2 separate regions of the Sus scrofa genome follow, and region 2 is linked to region 1. Evidence: chromatin contacts called from public promoter capture Hi-C data. All regions are on one chromosome and are shown on one strand. The core of a region is the stretch at or near the end of the contact, and the rest is flanking DNA. Distances in the headings are between cores, read along the strand shown.

Evidence for each region. Promoter capture Hi-C pulls out the DNA fragments that hold promoters and counts their contacts.
Region 2: a contact with region 1 is called in a promoter capture Hi-C map of liver, with 2.3 times the contacts expected there. The contact joins the promoter of ZSCAN29 here to the promoter of SERF2 in region 1. A contact is called at or near these places in 1 of 5 promoter capture datasets (liver), 1 of 47 Hi-C or Micro-C datasets (epiblast stem cells) and 1 of 2 datasets of contacts at active chromatin or transcription factors (alveolar macrophages).

Annotation. Positions count from the first base shown.
Region 1 is chr1:127,763,422-127,770,892 of Sscrofa11.1, reverse strand. It overlaps SERF2 (small EDRK-rich factor 2), which reads left to right and starts at 3,375. Exons shown (of 3, transcript NM_001190206.1): 1 at 3,375-3,443; 2 at 4,061-4,169; 3 at 4,792-5,133. The coding sequence starts at 3,437. The coding sequence ends at 4,855. It overlaps SERINC4 (serine incorporator 4), which reads right to left. Exons shown (of 10, transcript XM_013993067.2): 7 at 7,260-7,332; 8 at 6,784-6,832; 9 at 6,492-6,645; 10 at 6,106-6,319. The coding sequence ends at 6,106.
Region 2 is chr1:128,079,644-128,087,114 of Sscrofa11.1, reverse strand. It overlaps ZSCAN29 (zinc finger and SCAN domain-containing protein 29), which reads right to left and starts at 3,050. Exons shown (of 7, transcript XM_005659684.3): 1 at 2,521-3,050; 2 at 1,589-2,025; 3 at 926-1,130. The coding sequence starts at 1,906. TUBGCP4 (gamma-tubulin complex component 4) reads left to right here and starts at 3,076. Exons shown (of 18, transcript XM_021096979.1): 1 at 3,076-3,438. The coding sequence starts at 3,361.

The sequences.
Region 1 (7,471 bases), core at 2,126-4,625:
GCAACCTCATGGTTCCTAGTCAGATTCGTTAACCACTGTGCCACGACGGGAACTCCTACATTGTCTTTTAGCATCAGAAGTGATAAACCATCATCTCTACCATATTCTAGTGGTCACATAGACCACTAGATATAGGGTGGGAGAGGACTGCACAAGGATGTGAATACCAGGAGGGAAGGATCATTAGGGGCCATTTCTGAGACTGGCTACTATATTAAGGCTAAGAGGAATTTGGAGAAGGAAGAGGAAGTTTTAAAACTGAAGAAAGAGATGGAGGAGACATTAACTAAATGCCTATTGTGGGCCAAATACTTTATACCAAGTTATCTATATTAATCTTTTCCACAACATTGAGGGGTAGGTATAATTAGCACTTTTCATATAAAGGAATTGAAGCATGGAGAAAATGAGTGTCCAAAATGAAAATCAAATCCAGTAAGTAGCAGAGTTAGAATTTGTATGTTGTTATGTGTGTCAGCAATGTAATTAATCTATTATATTTAGTATGTACCAAATGTGGGACATATGCTACTAGTGGTATGAGAAGTAATTTTATTTTATTTTATTTTTTCTTTTATGGCCCACACCTGTGGCATATGGAAGTTTCTGGGCCAGGGATTGGATCTGAGCCAGAGCTTCCATCCACACCCCAGCTGCAGCAACACTGGATCCTTAACTCACTGCACCACATTGGGAACTCCTAAGAGAAAAAATTTTAATTGGTATAGAGACATAGCATTAAGCAACATTGAAAGTATGAAAATTAAATGCTTTTCAATCTTCTGATTATGTCAATAGAAAGCTTCAGTTTGGAAGACTTATGCCTTATTACCCCTCCAACACTTGTTAATTTCTCTAAGAAAGAGAAAGCAGAAGTTCCAGTGTGGCACAATGAGTTAAGGATACAGCATTGTCACTGCAGCGGCTTTTAAGATTTATTTATTAAAAAAATCTTTTTTTTCGCTGTGGCACAAGTTCAGTCCTGGCCTGGGAATTTCCATATGCCATGGGATCAGCCAAAAAAAAAAAAAAAAAAAAAAAAAAAAGCAAGAGCGAGGACAGGCCCCAGGCTCAGTAATTTTGATAGTGACACTCTTCTGGTAGAAATTTAATAATATATTTCATTTTCATTGTATTTATTCATTTACTCATTTTTTTTTTTTTTGGTCTTTTCTAGGGTCTCACTTGTGGCATATGGACGTTCCCAGGCTAGGGGTCCAATTGGAGCTGTAGCTGCCGGCCTACACCACAGCTCACAGCAATGCCGGATCTTTAACCCACTGAGCGAGGCCAGGGGTCAAACCCGCAACCTCATGGTTCCTAGTCGGATTCGTTAATGACTGAGCCATGACAGGAACTCCTATTCAGTTTTTTTTTTTTTTAAATGTCATTTTCTGTTTCTTTTCTTTTTGGCTGCACCTGCAGCATTGAGAAGTTCCTGGGCCGGGATGGAACTAGCACCACAGCAGTGACCTGAGCCACAGCAATAAAAACTCTGGATCCTTAACTCCCTTCATCACCAGGGAAATCTTCATTGTATTTATCTATTTATTTTTTCATTTATTTAATTTGGAAGTTCCCAGTTAGGGGTCATATTGGAGCTACAGCTGCCAGCCTACACCACAGCCACAGCAACAAAGGATCTTAGCTGGGAGCTGCGTCTGTGACCTACACCACAGCTCACAGCAACAAAGGATCTTAGCTGGGAGCTGCGTCTGTGACCTACACCACAGCTCACAGCAAAGCTGGATCCTTAATCCACTGAGCGAGGCCAGGAAATGAACCTGCATCCTCATGGATAGTAGTTGGATTGTTTCTGTTGCCACAATGGGAACTCCACATTGCATGTATGTATTTATTTTAGTGATTTTTATTTTTTCCATTATAGCTGGTTTACAGTGTTCTGTCAATTTTCTACTGCACAGCAAGGTGACCCAGTCACACATATACATATACATTTCTTTTTCTCACATTACCATGCTCCATCATAAGTGATTTGATATAGTTCCCAGTGCTATACAGCAGGATCCCATTGCCTATCCATTTCAAAGGCAATAGTTTGCATTGTATTTATTTTTATAGTTACTTCATGTTTGTGGGCAAGCAGTAACTGATTTTAAATTTACTAAAGGAATATTAAGTTTGGGCTGTATTCTTCACTTAAAACTGATATAATTTTTTTTTTTTTTGGCCACGCCCCAGGCATGTGGAAGTTTCTTGGCCAGGGATCTAACCTGCCTGTGCCACAGCAGCTCCAAGGCAGATCCTTGAACTACTGTGCCACTAGGGGGCTTCCGAAAAATTTTAACAAGAAGTAGTAGTGATTACTTGGATATGGCAAAAATCATGAGAATTTCCTGAATGTGGTTTATTGCATGCCCATTAGCGCTACGTTGAGACAGAAGCAAGTTTGAAGTTCTAGCCTCAAGTCAGTTCTGCTATGGGCATTAGCTAGAGAAAATCACAACCAATCCCTTCCTGTGAGATTTCCTAAGCATTTCTCCTTTATCCAGTGAATTCCCCAGGATAGGTAGGGAGTCGTAGACAGATTAGCAGTGCTGGGAATGAGAATTCAGCGGGAAGTCTAATCTTCCCGCCCTATTCAACTACCAATTACAAGCCAGGTATGGCTGGTGGAGATAGTAGTAGAGAAAGCTAGAGGGAGAAATGGACATAGCATGTGCATTTCCCAATCTCTCAGTCTGTGACTTTGGAGTCCTTCAATACTTGCAAGCAACATATTTAAAGCTTCCGTGGCGATAAGAGTAGGATCAAATTTTAGGACCTACAGGATGTGGTTGCTTATTTCCATATTGGAGGAGTTTGGATGGGGGAACAATGGGGTTGGAAGGGAGTTTCTGAAGTTGCGTCTGTACGTGATTTTACAGCGTACGTGAATTCAGGTGTCCTCATGAGTGGCTCGGTAGCGGTGGGGAATCCTAACCACAGAGTTTAGCCCCAGAGTCTTGCGAAAAGAACCTGGGGGACCATTTCCGCCGCCGAGATGCCCCGCCCTCCGTCCCTCCAAGGTTTCCTATGGGCGAGTTTGTCTCCCAAACCTTCCCCGCATGAGGTCACTCTGCCAGGTCACGTGCTCAAGCCCGCGGGAGCGCCACATCGCCAGCCGCACCCCTCCACCCCCACCCTGCCCACGTGACCCGGCCTACTTTCTCCCCACCCGACCCAACGACTTGCTCGGGAAGCCCCGCCCCACGCCGTGCGCTCTGCCTACGAACCTCCGCCTCTCAGCCGTCCGGGCTCAAGCGTGGCCCGTGGCCCCACGTGTTTACTCCTGTCCAATGGGAGTCGGAGTCCGGGAGCGAAGGGGCGGGGAGGAAAAGACGACTTCTTTACGCTGCGAGAAAGGGGCGGGGCTTCCAACGTCGTTCTGAGCGAGGGGACGCAACGGAGGCAGGCCGGAGCCGCTGCCGTCGCCATGACCCGTGAGCACCGAATCCCCCTTCTCTTGCCCCTTTCTCCTCTTCACCCTGCACAAGACTGCCAAATCTCGGCACTGACCTCCTTTTGGCTTCGCCAGCGAGACCCTTCTCTGGGAGAGGTCTATAGCGACCCTCACCCTAGCAGCCCGGAAATCGACCCTTCGCCCACCGCCACTTTTTGAGAACCTTACCCCCACCGCCCCTTCAGGCAAAACCCTTCCCAGACCTTCCGTGGTGTGGGGAGAAGCCCTGTGCCCCTGTGGTGGACCCCGAGCTCCTCTACTCCAGATCTCTGCCCATCCCCCACAGAGATCCATACCACGTACACCCACCACCACCACCACCTGTCTGGGCCCCCATGCTGCAACGAAATTCGAAACTTGTCTCTAGCAGGCTTCTCGGGACTGTCGTCCCTCGATTTCCCAGTTTGACCTGCCCCGTGGCAGCTTCCGCACCCCCCCTCCCCGCCCAATCTGCAGTCTAGGCCCTGAAAAACGGTCCCGTGTCGACGCCTGGGGAATGAAGTATTGGACCCTACTGGTGTCCCGGGTCAGGGAACAGGGTTGTCGGTGTGTGGCCAGAAAGGCTCTCGCGTCTCACCTTTTACCTTTTTTCTTTAGGCGGTAACCAGCGCGAGCTCGCCCGCCAGAAGAATATGAAAAAGCAGAGCGACTCGGTTAAGGGAAAGCGCCGAGATGACGGGCTTTCTGCTGCCGCCCGCAAGCAGAGGTAGCCCCAGGGAGGGGAGGGGAGGGTGGGGTGAGACCTGGGTTAGACCAAGGGTTGTACCAGCAAAGAGAACTACCTCAGGGCTTACCATCTGGACTAGTCGTGAGGGGCAGAGTGCATTGTTTGCTCTAGGGTTTTATTCCTCTCACCTTCTAAATTGTTAGCTCACAGCCATATAGGAACGGACTGGGGCTGGTGCTTACTCTCGGTCTGATTTGTGAGTGCCCCCCGGGTCTGACCTTAAGGGCAAGGGCAGGGAACTTCACATTTCAAATGCAGTAGTGGTTATGACAGCCCAGTCCTTTTGGCCCTCCTTGCAGTTCATTTGTCCTCCCTTCTCCCAACCTTTCTCACTGGTGTTGCTGGGTGTGGTACTTGGCACAGAATAGCCTTGGGCCTGTGTGGCCAGACTTCTGACCCCTTGGGCAAAAGCCAGATAGAGACTGATTGCCTTTTGAGCCTCAGCTCTCTTCCTCTTGTTCTCCTAGGGTGGGAATATAGCAGCCACACGCTGAATTTTGTCCCATCCACTTCCATCTTATCCTTTGTGCCCTTCATCCCCCTGCATCTTGTCCTTTTTGCCCTCTGGTACCTCCCAGTGCCCCATCATCTCTACCCCCAGGGACTCGGAGATCATGCAGCAGAAGCAGAAAAAGGCAAACGAGAAGAAGGAGGAACCCAAGTAGCTTTGTGGCTTCGTGTCCAACCCTCTTGCCCTTCGCCTGTGTGCCTGGAGCCAGTCCCACCACGCTCGCGTTTTCTCCTGTAGTGCTCACAGGTCCCAGCACCGATGGCATTCCCTTTGCCCTGAGTCTGCAGCGGGTCCCTTTTGTGCTTCCTTCCCCTCAGGTAGCCTCTCTCCCCCTGGGCCACTCCTGGGGGTGAGGAGGTTACCTCTTCCCAGTGTTTTTTATTCCTGTGGGGCTCACCCCAAAGTATTAAAAGTAGCTTTGTAATTCCTTGAGCGCCTGGTTTGACTGGGGATTTGGGGGGTTGGGGATGGAGGAATGGCTGCCTGCCCTTTCCCACCAAAAGGGGAGACCTTTAGACTCCAAAAGGTTGTGGATATGTAGATTAAGTGAAACGTCAAAGCAAAAATCCTTTATTGTGCTACAACAAACAGACAAATATGTTGGGTACGTGGTAGAGAAATCCTCTCAGAACCGTAGGGACTTCTTTTCTGTGATATCAGTCCCACACTCGGACCTTAAACACCATCTTAAGGATGGGGTTGAGGTCCTAAGAAGGAAGGCTCCAAGACCTAAATGTATGCCCCTCTTCCTTATTCTTCCTCAGTTTGCTCACCTTCTTGAAAGTTGGCCCAGATCCTGCTGCTCATTAACTTCCCATGGCTAGCTGCTCTCAAGTGTTCACATTCTCTTCTGTTCTGTCATTCCTCATGGAATGAGGGTGGTTTTTGTCTTTCCATTTCCTTTGACCTCAGCATCAGGATTAAAACCCAGGGTAGTCTCTGCTCCTTTCTTCCTGTGTCCTGGTTTGTTCTGGGCTTCTTACATCCCTGTACCCAGGGCTGAACTACTTATTTTCCTTTTTATCTTCAAGGGCAGAGCCAACTAAGTCTTCAGTCCCCATTGGTCTTTCCCTGCCCCCATCTCCACCATGAGAGCCAGGAAAGAGCTGGTGCCACACTGTCTGCTGGGATCAGCAGTGGTTCCTGAGCTGCTGACTTAGTTAGGCTCTTGCTGCCGAGTTAGGCTCTTGAGCTGGGGTGAAGATGTAATGCTAGCGCCGGTGAGTCAGATGTTCAGGGTCAGGGTGTGTATAGCCACTTTTTTCAAGTCGGATGTACTACTGACTGCAGCCTAAAGGGAGGTAACTACACATTGTGTCCTTGAGGTATTTGTTGGGCTGGCCAGCTCCTGTGACCCAAGACTAGGGTTACAACTTCAAGGTAACATGAGTCTGTTAAAAGTACTTAGATTGGATGTTTGTTATCTGGTGATACTGATGCATGACAATGTTGCCTGACAATAGGAGGGGGCTGGGGTTCCTGGGTGGGGGACCAACAAAGTGGTGCCAGTAGCAGCCCCAGGTAGAGGAGTACACAGGCCCAGCATGAGGCAACCTTGACCCAGAAAGTAGCCCAGCTACCCATGGTGAACGTCTTTTCCAGTTCTGCTCCCTCATAGCTGTGGAACCAAAGCTCTGGTTAAGGCCATGACTTTTAAATCATCTGTCCTACCTCCCACTGAAGAGTATGGTAGACCCATGTGTGTCTCCTAAGAACTCTTAGGACTAGCCTTGAATTGTTCTTAAAATAGCAAGGTTTTCAAAAGTATCACAGGCCCGTCTCCATCCTACCTGAACCAGTTGGTGAGGGTAACCATGACATAGAGTGATGCTAGGAAGAAGACAAAGTGGAAGGCAGAATAGCTGTAGGAAAGCTGCTGGGCTTGCGCTGGAAGAGCTGGAGAGGTATCTTGGTCAGCTGGCCTGGCAGTCCCACCTCTTTGCCCTGGAGATAGGAAAGGACTGCTGGCAGCAGAGCTGCTGAAACACCTCTCCCCCACCCCCCTTTTGTGAAGGCACTTGAGAGCTTTTTGGCACTCTGCAGAAATCTACACTTTGTTATGGATCTTCATTTGACACTCACCTTTCTCTGGCTCCACTGATTCCAGGCAGCAGAAGCAGAGTGAGGGTGTCTGTAAAACAAAAGGGAGCATGTTTTGGAATGACTTTAAAATAATGTCTTGGTAATAGTATAGGAAACTGAAAAGATTGGTCTGGTATTAAAAAGTGGAGGCACACCTGGGTTCAAATTCTAGCTCCAGCATTTAACTGGCTATGGAAACTTTGGTAAGATGTTTAACCTTCTGTGCCTCGATTTCTCCATTTGTAAAATGGAGCAAATAACCTACCTCACAGGGTTGTTGTGAGGACTAAATTAAATGAGATTGTGTATGTGTATGTAAAGTATCTAGCACAGTGCCTAGCACATTGTGGGTACTCAATAAAAGGTAATAGCAGCTAGAATCTGAGCATTCTGGGTAGAGGTTGATAGGATGTGTGTGTGTCTGGCTATGTGTGATGGGGGAGGGATATTGGGGATAATGAGCTCTCCATCCTCACCTGGAACTCATAGCTGTAAACCTTGACCATCCACAAGGGCCCAAATACCTCAGCCAGGTAGGATGCCTCATTGCTGAGAAAGAAGAGAAGGTTCTCAAACTGGTCTAGTTATGCAGCAGGAGGGGTTGCCTGAGGGCATTTACTGCCAGCTGGTACATATTTGCAAACTCTCAGGGAGGGTATTGTGCTCCCAGAGTCCCTTTTCCTCCAGA
Region 2 (7,471 bases), core at 1,801-4,300, 320 kb before region 1:
CAGACACCTTTTCTTATTGCAGAGTACCCTGCCAGGTGCTGAGCACATGGTTGGTGTTCAAATACGGATTAATTCTGCAAGTCTGTGTGTGGGGTTGAGGGATTGCCTCTCGATGACTAAGAGAACCACAACCAAACTGGCTGAGAAGGCTAATGTCTTGGATGATAAGATCAGAATTCAAAACAACCTCAACAAATTAAAGAGCTGATCAAAGGGAGAAAAAAAAACAAACATACAAAAGGGAGTACAAAGAAGAAAAACAAGTTCTACAAAATCAAGTAAAAGAATAAGCACTAGGCACAAAGACAATGGGAAAGCGCTAAAAGTCCTGGGAGTATCAGGTGAACAGCAATCATCAAATAATTAGTTGAGCTATACTGAAAGTATGAAGAAATTCTGAAGTAAAATTCTTACTCTGCCTCTACCTATCAGACCCTCACTGGAGTAATATATAGTTTAATTCTGCACTATGAACAGGCTATTTGGAGAACTTAAAGGTCCAAGAGAGTAACAAAAACTTAGTAGGTCTGAAGAATGGAGCTTCCAAGGAAAAGCTTAAAGAAACAAATACAGTTTAATGTAGAGAAAGAAAACGACTAAAAGGAAGATGTGCCTTCCAGCATAGAAAAGAATTTTTAGCTAGAAAAAAACTGACCCAGTGAGTGTTATCATTACCAGGAGGAAAGAGAGTAATTCCAAGTTCTGGCAAAAACTAGGGAGCAATCCGCTGGCAGACTTATCAAGAGGAAATACAAGAATATTTATTGTAGCAGAGAGCTAAACTACGTACCTTCAGGAGGTCCCCAGCAACTGCACACTCTACAATCTCCACTCACTCCTGACATCCCTTTCCCACTCACTACTCCCAACCCTACTTCCCAATTTAGAATGGCATTCTATCTTCCCATATGAATCTACTCCTCACCGCTCCTTTGAAAAGGTCTGAGCTTCTCCTGTGGGTTCATCTGCTCCCGTGGTCCCAGGTCTGAGCTTCTTGCCCTCTCTTTCTTGGGTACACCCCTGGGCTGGGGTTCCACTGACTCCTGCAGAACACTTAATAACTCTCGTGATGATTTCAGGGGTGTCATCTTCTCCAAGCGCACTTCCTGCCCCTTCATAGAGACTGTGACCTAGAAACAATCCCCATGAATTGTCACTGCAAGGTCATAATGAGGGGTATTCCCAGAGGAGATTATCTGATACCCCAAAAGAGATCATCCTTTGGAGACAAGGCTAAGGTTGGGGTGGGAGGTGATTAATAGTGAACAAATGTCTTTCTTAGTCCATTACTGTTAGCTAAGAGCAGCAGGAACGCTAGATCAAAGCAGTAAGCCAAACTACAGGCTGAAAAAGAATTACCCTTTCTTCCCTGTTAAGTAAAAAAACCCATGAAACTATGAATAACTCATTGTGACATGTAGCACAAGCACATGCTTATTGGTAGCATCTCCCAATAAGTTCTATCTGAAAAAATTACCTGTTAAAGGACCATAAGTATAAGCATCAGCAAGGGAGACTGTGCCTTAGTGTGGCTTTTCATCCTGCCCCTTCCCAGTCACACATTTCTAAATTCCCTCTCCCTGCTCACCGAATGTCCAGGTCTTCCAGGCTCTCTTTCTAAATCTTCCACCAGAGCCACTGCCTCCTCTCCACTTTCTGGACATTGCTTTTGTACCCAATTCTGGATCTCCCCAGGTAAGATGGTCAGGAACTGCTCTAGCACCAACAACTCTACAATCTGCTCCTTGGTGCGCACCTCCGGTCTTAGCCACCGACAGCAAAGTTGCCACAGTTGGCTGAAAGCCTCCCGGGGCCCAGCTACCTCCTGGTAATGAAATCTCCTGAAGCGCTGTCGGAAGGTCTCAGAGTTAGTGCCAGTCCCTCTCAGGGTGGGTTTGGCCATCATTCACAGCAGAAAGCGGCTTTCCTCCATTTAAGGGTCTAGGTTCCAGGGTTTACACCTATCTTCCATGTCCTTGAAGAATCACCTGCAGATGAGTCTCTCTCTGTAAGAAGAATTTCCTCCTAGGGTAGAGAGAGATGGCACTATCAGAAGGAATACACTCATATGTCTAAAGTCTTGCCAGAGCTGGCCTGACTTCCCCTAAGTTCTGCGTGGCCATGTGAGGTAGCACCAACTTCAGGGCAGCAAGCCAAAACTGAGCATGAAGGTGAGAGACCATTCAAAAGCTGCATTTCTGGGCGACTTCCAGGGCAGCCCCGGGGAAGCAGCAGAGAATAAACTACTGACTGCTCCTCTTCCACCCCTCCCCAAGTCTGACCCATTGAGCTCCCCTGGCCAGTGCTGCATAGTGAGTTCAAACCGTAAGGGAGACCTAGAGCTGAGAGGTTTTAAAGGCATGTCACCACCCCGAGGAAGGCAATAGAAAACCCTCTGTCCAGCGGGTCGCCTCTGATCTGCCCCAATACTTCCGCCGTCCTTCCCCAAACCCTCTACGTCCGCCCCGCCCCCTCAGACTCCACCACCACCAATTTCTACCCCAAACAAAAATCAAGTACACAACACTGGGTCTTTGTTTTCCCTCACAGCAGAAGTAATCGCTCAGTAAATATCCGGGAACTACTGACGGGAAATCTCGAGCATTGAGAGAAGTTGGTTTTGACTTCTGAAGCGAGGGCCAGGTGGACTTGGGGAGAGTCACACTGAGTTGGTGGAAAGAGGGAGTCCGAGGGGGCAGTAGTCATGTGTCTCCTGAAGACGAGCTCGAGTGCTGGCCAAGCGCTCCGAGGGCTGCGGTATTCGCGAGTGCGGAGCACAGCTCAAGGAGCGGCGGGTGCGGGGTTCCGGCCTCTTTGTCTTCGCTTTCTGGCCAGGTCACTCTCGGAGCGGTAAGGAGTCCCTCCAGAGGCTTCGGACCGGGGCTAAGGCGCCCTGAGAGCACCCTCTGGCCCACCCCTAGGAGCTTCTCCCACTCGGGATACCCCTCAATCCGCTCGCATCTCTGCCCGTGGGCCAGCCTCACCCACTCGAGGTCTGGCTCCAGCCGGGACTCTCAAGCCTCCCAGTCCAGTTCCCAAACCGGAAGTGAGAGCAGGCGACTAGGGCGCCACAGACGCATGCGCAAGGGCAGCTGCTTAGACACCTCTCGCGGAGCCCCGGCGGGAGCGAGCGAGTGGGCCCAACCGAGCACAGTGCACTTCCGGGACGCGGCTCGCCTATCCCTTCCCTGCTTCCCGTACGCTCTCCGCAGCAGTTCTCTCAGCGGATAAAGTCTGGAGGAACCGCCCGTCCAGGAGGCCTGTGCGCGAGTAGAGAAAGGAATACGCGTTTCCTTGGTCGCCTGGTGAGGCTCTGGAGAAAGGTGCAACGGATATAGGGACCGGAGGTCCGCCGTGGAAATGATCCACGAACTGCTCTTGGCGCTGAGCGGATACCCAGGGTCCATTTTCACGTGGAACAAGCGGGGTGGCCTCCAGGTACAATCCGGCTCAGAGCGCGGGAACTAGCGAGCAGGGAATGGGTGGACCTGAGCCACTGCGTGGGGGAGGAGCCTTAGGGGGCGTGGCTTGCAGAGCTGAGGCGGGGGCGGGGGGGCGTGTCCTTGAGCAGGTAGCTGGAGGGCTGTGCCGGAGGGGCCTACCACGGTGTAAACACCTTGAGAGGTTTGGGCTACGCTGGGAAAAGGAGGGCAGACTCCTGAAAGGCCCTGCCTTGGGGAAGAGGAGGGAATCCAGGGCTGAGCCTAAGGATGAACTATCTGAATGAGAGTTGCTGGGGAACTGGATGTAAAAATGAGGGAGATGCTTTCTCCCATCTTCACACTTGCACTCTGTTTTAAGCTGTTTTGAAAATTTGTCCAAATACGTAGTATCTAACACAGAATACGACTTCAGTCAATTATTTTGAATGAAAAAGTGAATGAGGGTGTTTCCCTCTACTCCTTGACCAGGAAATTTCTTCTCCAGAAGAATTTGGAGGGAGGCCTTCATGTAACCAGGAATGTATGAGAAGGAGGGGCCATGTACTACATGTATTATCTCATTTAACTTCACAACCACCTATCTCCGTTTCACAGATTAACTCTGGTGTCAGGTATTAGGCAGTTAATAATTAGCAAACTTGGTCTTGAACCCAGATCTGTCTGGCTCCAGTATCTGAACCACTCTTCTTTTCTACTTATGCTTCCAGTAGTATTATCTAATCATCTCAACAACATAGCAAGTTAGGTATTGTTAGCCCCAGTTTACAAATGAGCAACTTGAAGCTCAGAGAACTTTATGGTGGCTTGTAGTTTTTGGGTTTTTTGTTTGTTTTGCTGCACACACCTCATCTGCTGCGTGTGGAAGTTCCTGGGCTAGAGATGAAGCCCATGCCACAGTTGCCACCTGCTTTACAGTTGCCGTAAGGTCGGATCCTTAACCTGCTGGACTGTAAGGTAACTTCCTATGGTGGCTAGTCTTGATAAGGCAGGATTTGAATCTATCTGTATACAAAGTCATGCCTGTGTCTATAAGAATTGGTAGTATAGGCTGTAAAGAAGCAGGAATATTACTCTCTTGGTCTATAAAACATAAATTAATCAGATTCCTTTTGTTGTTATTTATTTTTTACTACAAAACTAGGACAAGGCATATAGGAGAAGAATATTCAGGAAGCATGTATGTGTGCTTGATTGAAGTAGAAAGAGAGAACACACTATGGGAACAATAACAGCCTTTTTTTCTTATTTAAAATGTCTCAATTGGATATTTTCCTAAATTCTCAGATTTAAAGAGAGAATTTCACCTTCTCAGAAAAATTTTCTCAGACCACCTCTTTAAGAATATTCCTTATGCCATTATTTTGTTTTTTTTTAACGGTTTTTATTTTTTCCATTAGAGTTGGTTTATAGTGTTCTGTCAATTTCTACTATACAGCAAAGTGACCCAGTCACACACATATATATATATATATACATTCTTTTTCTCACATTATCCTCCATCATGCTCCATCATGGATACAGTTCCCTGTTCTGTACAGCAGGATCTCATTGCTTATGCATTCCAAATGCAATAGTTGGCATCTATTAACTCCAGACTCCCAGTCCATCCCACTCCCTCCCCCACCCCCTTGGCAGCCACAAGTCTGTTCTCCAAGTCCATGAGTTTCTTTTCTGTAGAAATATTCATTTGTGCCATATATTAGATTCCATATCTAAGTGATATCATATGGCATTTGCCTTTCTCTTTCTGACTTCACTTAGTGTGAGAGTCTCCAGTTCCATCCATGTTGCTGCAAATGGCATTATGTTGTTCTTGTTTATGGCTGAGCAGTATTCTGTTGTGTATATATACCACATTTTCTTAATCCATTCATCTGTTGATGGACATTTAGGTTGTTTCCTATTTTCTATCACAGTAACTTGTTTATTTCCCTTATAGGACATCACAGTTCATATTACTTATTGTTATTACTTATTGCTGTATAGTCTTTCTCTCACATTGACTGACCAGGGGGGCAAAGAAATAGTGGTCTTTTTCATATCAGGAGCACTTGGCACAATTTCTGCCACATAGTAGGTATGAAGATATTTGTGAAAAAAAGACCACCCCAAACAGCAAATATTTCATACTTTTTGCAGAACAGTGTTTTTCACATTTGAATGAAGGGAGAAATTGTCATGAATGTGCAATGTTGATAAAAATTGTTTTATCAACACATTAAGCCAGGTATAAACTTAAGCATATTGCTCTTAAACAACTATAAAATCTGTTATTTTGGAGTTTCCATTGTGGCTTAGCAGTAATGAACCCAACTAGGATCCATGATGACATGGGTTCCACCCCTGGCCTTGCTCAGTGGGTAGAGGATCTGGCGTTGCTGTGAGCTGTAGTGCAGGTCACAGACTCACGTCCTATCTGGCTTGGCTGTGGCTGTGGTATAGGCCAGTAGCTGTGGTTCTGATTCAATGCCTAGCCTGGGAACTTCCGTATTCTACAGGTGTAGCCCTAAAAAGACAAAAAAAAAAAAAAAAAAAGAAAGAAAAAAAGCAGTTATTTTTACAAAGTAAATGAAACTACCAAGCCAATAAATTTAAATTGACATTAATCTAATGCAGCTTCTCAACCTTGGCACTATTGACATTTTGGACTGGATAGTTTTTTTTTTATTTGGTCTTCTCTAGGGGTGCACCCGCAATCTCATGGTTCCTAGTCGGATTCATTAACCACTGAGCCACGATGGAACTCCTTTTTTTTTTTGGACTGAATAATTTTTTGTTGTGGGCGCTGTTCTGTCCACTCTAGGATGTTTGGTGGCATCCATGACCTCTACTCACTAGATGCCAATAGTACCCCCTGAGTTGTAGCAATCAAAAATATCTCCAAACATTATCAAATGTCCCTTGGGGGCAAAATTGCCCCCATTAAGAACCAAGGATCTAATGTAACATATACTATTGTTTTGCTAAAACTAAATTGTCAATATTGAGTTTAATAGTAGAATGACTTTGCTGCAGTTCTGGCTCTTTATTTTCTATGTGACTTCAGTAACTCTAACGTAGAGAATATCTGTTCATATAAGTAGGTTGTATCAAAGGTACCAATAACTTTAAGGTGTTGTTTGCTCTTTCAGAATAACCAGACCTTGAACATGTCTAAGCTTGGCCAACATGAACTGCTCAAAATGCCAATTTAATATGGGTATCACTTAATATCTGAATAGAGCTGTCCTAATATTAAAAAGTTGCTGACATATAATTGAGCATTTGCTATGTTCTTGGCACATGTGATTTACATGTATTAATTAATTAATTATTTTATTTATTTATTTATTTGTCTTTTTGTCATTTCTTGGGCCGCTCTCGTGGCATATGGAGGTTCCCAGGCTAGGGGTCCAATCGGAGCTGTAGCCTCCAGCCTATGCCAGAGCCACAGCAACGCCAGATCCGAGCCATGTCTGCAACCTACACCACAGCTCAAGGCAATTGCCGGTTCCTAGTCGGATTCATCAACTACTGTGCCACGATGGGAACTCCTGATTTACATGCATTAATTTATTTAATCCTCACAATTATCTCCACATTATAGGTATGAAAACTGAGGCACAGAGGGGTATTGCTTGCCTAAGATTTCAAGCAAATCAGAGACAACGCAGGGATTCAAACCCAGGCATTCTGGCTCCAAAGACCAGGTTTTTTTCTTTTTTTGGAGGGGGGGCTTTTTAGGGCTGGATGTTCCCATCCCAGGCTAGGGGTCGAATCAGAGCTACAGCTGCCGGCCTACACCACTGCCACAACAATGCAGGATCCAAGCCTCAACCTATACCACAACTCATGGCAACGCTGGATTCTCAACCCACTGATCAAGGCCAGGGATAAAACCCACAGCCTCATGGTTACTCATTGGATTCATTTTTGCTGTGCCACAAAGGGAACTCCCAAGACCAGGTTCTTGAGCACTAATCTTGTTACCTTTTTTTTTTTTCTTTTTAGGACCACAACTGTGGCATATGGAAGTTCCCAGGCTACAG